Linked DNA regions of Zea mays: region 1 is linked to region 2. The links are chromatin contacts, called in public Hi-C maps. All regions are on one chromosome and are shown on one strand. The core of a region is the stretch at or near the end of the contact, and the rest is flanking DNA. Distances in the headings are between cores, read along the strand shown.

Region 1 (2,700 bases), core at 61-2,560, 440 kb after region 2:
AAGTTAGAATGACTAAGTAGCTTGAGACGAGTTCTTTTGAACACAAATAATCAAAGGTAAAGCACACAAGAGACACGCGATTTTTATCCCGTGGTTCGGCCAAGTAATACTTGCCTACTTCCACGTTGTGGCGTCCCAATGGACGAGGCTTGCACTCAACCCCTTTCAAGTGATCCAATGATCAACTTGAATACCACGACTTTTCTTCTTTATCTCTTTTTCCCGTTTGCGAGGAATCTCCACAAGTTGGAGTCTCTCGCCCTTACAACAAAGATCACAATGAAAGCATAAGAGTAAGGTTGGGAAGCAACACACACAAATTCGCAGCACACACACGCACATAGGCCAAGACTTGGGCTCAAAATGAAGCACAAAGAGTTCACAACTAGAACGAAGCTCAAATCACTAACACAATTGATCAAGTGCGCGGAGACGGAGTGTGGGAGACTTAGAATGCTTAGTGAATGCTTGGGTAGCTCCTCCATACATCTAGGGGTCCCTTTTATAGCCCCAAGGCAGCTAGGAGCCGTTGGAGGCCAGCAAGGAAGGAAATCCTTGCCTTCTGTCGGGTGGCGCACCGGACAATCACTGTAGACGTTCCGGTGCGGATCTGTTTCCTTTTCTGGCGCAGATGACTGTTGCAGCGCCGAGCGAGTTGGCGCACCGGACAATGTCCGGTGCACACCGGACAGTCTGGTGCCCCTGCCGACCGTTGGCGCGGGCCACGCGTCGCCTGTAGATTACGCGGTCGACCGTTGGCTCACCGGACAGTCCGGTGCACCACCGGACATTCCGGTGAATTATAGCCGTACGCCGCCGATTTTTCCCGAGAGTGGCCTGTTCACCGGAGGCTGGCCTGGCGCACCGGACACTGTCCGGTGCACCACCGGACAGTCCGGTGTGCAAAGCCGAGCTGGACTTCGGCTGTACACAGCCAAGTCACTTGCAATCCTTTTCTACCTTTCTTTTCTCTGTTTCTAGCACTTAGACAAAATATGTTAGTACTCAAAACAATGTACTAAGTTTAGAAACGTACCTTGTTACATGATTTGCACCTTTTGCTTGTTTGACACATAATATCTCACTCACTATGTGTTGGACACTTAATTACCAAAACATTATAAAAATGGCCCAATGACACATTTTTCTTTCAACCTCTTTCTCATCTATGTATTATGATGAGGTGTATATGTTCGTTATATAGAGATGTGAGACCATTCAGAGCAAAGTCAGTATTTAGGGTAAAGTCGGTATTTGTCCACGTAACCCTAACTAGAGTTACTTAACAGTACCAAGCAACCCCTCCATTTATTCTTCTCCCCTGTTTGTGTTCGGCGGAGGGCAGCCTGCTCTCCCAGATACACCTCGTGCCGAAACCCCTCGCATCCTGGAAAAAAACTCTCTCTCTCCGGAATCGTTTGGCCTCCAGATCCTAGCCAGGTGGCGGCGATCGCGTGCCGCCGGACGTCGTCCGTTTCTGGCGTCTCGTGCAGGAGGCGCGCCGCCGCCGGCGGCTTGATCACGCCGCTGGAGGAACGCCGATCGTCCCTGCCTCTGTTTCGTCGCATCCGGCGGCTCACTTAGTTAGGTGCGCGTTCGTGCAGTGGGTGCGTGCGTTTGCATTTTGGCCGTGTGTTGTTTGTGGTGTGAAGAATGTTTTTTTTTCGCGGTAGGGTTTTCGGGGCCCGTTTCCGAGAATTTTGACGCGTTTGTTGCTTTCGCTGCGGCTAGTCCGGTTTTCCAATCCGCTTCACGTCGGCGGAAGCGTGGGAGAGGCGGTGCAGTGGGGTCTTCGTTTTCGCTCATCCGTATCTTGTCTCACCTGTTGAGTGTGGTTTTTTATATCCTACTTCTCTAAAAGATTCTCTCTCACGTATCCTATTCTTCTTCAATCATTCTATATATTTTATTTAAAAACTTATTATATAGATTAGGACTAAACAAGACGAATCTATTAAACCTAATTAATTCATGATTCACTTATGTGATGCTACACTAAACATTGCTGATCACATATTAGTTAATGGTGTTTTATTTTTAGAGACTAATTTTAGTCCTTCTATTTTGTTCTATTTTTAGTCTCTAAATTAACAAATACGAAAACTAATAAAATAGAATTACTAAAAATTAGTCCATAAAAACCAAACAATCTCTTAATCTTAAAAAATTTGTATCGTCATTTAGTCTTTATCTATCTAATTAGTTTATAAGAGCATCTTTAACAGTGTCTTAAATCAATATTCTATTTTAAAATATAAGGTTAAACTTATAAAAAACAATTCTAACAGTATCTTATTTTACAATTTTTTATAAAAAATATATAGTACACCATAGACCCAAATATACTACACCCTAGATTAGTGCTCTATTCTTTTCTCAAACATTTTTCTTCCTAATAATGTATTTTAGTTTCTAAAATATATTTGCTCCATCACAACATATAAGTCATTCCAAGATTTTTTGAGAGTCAAAGTGTTCAAGTTTGACCAAATTTATACAATAAAGTAATAACATTTACGATATCAAATGTATACCATTAGATTCACCATTAAATATATTTTCATACTACATCTATTCCGTGTTATAAATCTTTATGATGATTCTTATCATACGTTTGGTCAAACTTTAAAAACTTTGACTCTACAAAAATCTTGTAATGACTTATATTTTAGTACGGAGGGAGTATGTTTTAGGGTTTGA
Region 2 (2,722 bases), core at 34-2,533:
ACTTGAATATAACTTTTTACTATTTTATGTCATCGCCAGGGCATGAAATCAGTGGCGGATCCAGGATTAATCCAAGAGGGGGGCTACTAAGCTAAGGATGTAAAATTTTTTAAACCAAACAAAAAATATAATTGATGTTTAATATGACACAAGAACTAAGATATAATTTAAACATTCAAGAAATATATAGTCCAAAAATAAGTCGATACGAATTCTAGAAATACAATAATCTTGCACATACCATGAGTTGATGTTGCGAGTTAAATTTATCTTCCGAGTTCTTAAGCCTTGAAAATGTTTCAAAATCTTTTCATCTTAAATATCTACAAACATATCCTATAAATACGGGATTACTATCAAATAAATAATCAAATCAAAACTTTAAATCAAACTCAAAGAAAACAATAGCACATGTTTCACCTTCACTGCTTGTCTGCTTCACAAATCACAACTAGGGTTTCGCACGGTCACAAATCACAGCTTGTCTGCTTCACAAAAGGCGGAGCGGTGGCTGGACAACGACGTGGTCGCGGGCTCGCGCGGTGCTCCGACGGTGCGGCCTCCGGGTGAGCGGTGCTGCGAGGTGTGGGGGGGTCCGGGTGGGCGGCTGCGGCAGCGGTGGAGCTCCGGGCGAGCGGCGCTGTGGCCTGCAGGGTGCGGGCTGCTGGCTGTAGCTAAGGGTAGAGCCGTAGAGGACTAGCTAGAGGGAGAATGTTCACGGGACTGGCTGGAGCTAGGCGCCTGAGCGGTCGCGTACGCATTCGGCCTCTTCACTTTACTGGGCCGCGACCTGGGCTACAGACAGCCTATGTCAGAGATCGGCCCGTGCATGGAATAAATTATTACATGTATGTTTCTTATTAAACTTTTATGCCACATACGCGCGGCTGACGATAGCATGCATGGATGGGTAAAAAAGTTCGTGAACGCGACATAAAATGAATTATAGAATATTTACGACAACAAATAACGTTCCGAACGAAGTTGCAGTGGTATTTCGATTTCGTGAACTGCCGCCGCGGCGCCATGCAATGGTGCCATGCAGACGTGAACTGCCGCCGCGGCGCCGCGCGCCCCTGCCTTGTTGTCGTTGCCCACGTCCTCGCCACACACGCACGTTCTGACGTTCGGACGTTCCCACATCCCACCAGGGCACCAGTACACACAGCGCTCGCGCAGTCAAACTACAACCGGCGATGCGACGCAGCAGGCCTGCATGGTCATACCACCGTACGAGCCCGTCAAGCCCCTCTAAAACGTGGCCGCACCGCTTCCTGCATCCCATTCCACCCCACGCAACGCACCACGCGCGAAGGAAGCTAGCTCCCACCGTGAGTGCAGTGCACCGCTAGATCCATGGCGGCAGCGGCGGCAGGAAGCTCCCGCCTTCTCTCCGCGCTGGCCCTCGCCGGCGTCGTTTCCTTCCTCCTCGTCGCTGACCCTGGCGTCGTCGCCGCGGAGGCGGCAGCCGCGCCGCCGGGGCTGGAGTTCCGCGTGGGCGGGCCGCGCGGGTGGCGCGTCCCGGACGCCAACACCAGCTACGGATGGTGGGCCATGAACAACCGCTTCCACGTCGGCGACCGCCTCTGTGAGCACCAGTAGCCTAACTCCCACATTTCGACAACAATCCGACCATGACGCGCACGGATCCATTTCGACATCCTCCGTTCCTCTCGCAGATTTCAAGTACGCGAACGACGACTCGGTGCTGGTGGTGAACCGCCTGGCCTTCGACGCCTGCAACGCCAGCGCGCCGCTCGCCGCGTTCGCCGGCGGCGCCACCGAGTTCCGCCTCCACCGCCCGGGATTCTTCTGCTTCATCAGCGGCGAGCCAGGGCACTGCGAGGAAGGCCAGAGGCTCATCGTGCGCGTCATGGTGCACCCGGCGGCCCTGGCCGCGGCGCCCGCGCCTGGCCCTGGAGTTCCGACGATGACGCGCCCCGGGATGCCGTCCGGGTGCTCCGACGGCGCCTCCTCCTCCGCTGTTGACGCAGCGATCGCTGCCGCCGCCGGCGTCGCCATGGCTACGCTTGTTGGTATGGGCTTGATGCTCCACTGATTGGTTTGCTACTTTGCTTTTATGTGCGCAGCTAGTACTGCAGTGCAGACGTACTCACACACTAGTACCTAGTTGTTGTTAGATAATGTTCCGTTGCCTAGTTTTCAGTTTCCATGTTATTTTGGGTTCATGCATGATGACTTATGAAGTATTGGTACTATATTAATGTCGTCGTGTCGAACAATTTGTTTAACTCAGTAACCGTATGTCCGTATGTATGCTGTTTAGTAGCTACATGTGATGTGCTTCAGTTCGTTGTTTTCTGCTTCTGCTCTTCCTTGTAGTTCTCAACGATGCTAAATTGCTGGCCTCTTTTTTAATTAGTATCAGAGAATTCCATTATATTTCCGTACGTACATATGCATATGGATACCGAATATCACATGGTTCATCAACATTAACACCAACCCATGGTGGAAACCGTCGTCACAAGCTGTAGTTCTTTGCATCAGATATTGTAGTAGGAGCATCCCTGTTGCATCTGTCTTCCTTCAGTTTTTGGCAAAATCCTTTATATTAAATTCTTTCGTTTTAAAATTGCATTTCAAATTGCTACGTGTTTCTGATTTAGCAAGTGCTTAGCTTTGCCTCGTGCTTGTCCATCTCCGTAGGCCGTCGCTATTGTTCCCATCCCACGCACAGCGCGAACACCGTGCACGTGCC

Evidence for each region. Hi-C and Micro-C count contacts between places; a contact is called where the count stands out from the background.
Region 1: a Hi-C map of leaf shows a contact between it and region 2, with 6 times the contacts expected there. The contact joins the promoter of LOC103653787 here to the promoter of LOC100284010 in region 2. A contact is called at or near these places in 2 of 25 Hi-C or Micro-C datasets (ear and leaf).

The regions. Positions count from the first base shown.
Region 1 is chr4:146,642,052-146,644,751 of Zm-B73-REFERENCE-NAM-5.0, forward strand. It overlaps LOC103653787 (histone-lysine N-methyltransferase SUVR4), which reads left to right and starts at 1,311. Exons shown (of 9, transcript XM_008680593.4): 1 at 1,311-1,588.
Region 2 is chr4:146,201,859-146,204,580 of Zm-B73-REFERENCE-NAM-5.0, forward strand. It overlaps LOC100284010 (early nodulin-like protein 1), which reads left to right and starts at 1,284. Exons shown (of 2, transcript NM_001156908.2): 1 at 1,284-1,588; 2 at 1,680-2,253. The coding sequence starts at 1,357. The coding sequence ends at 2,059.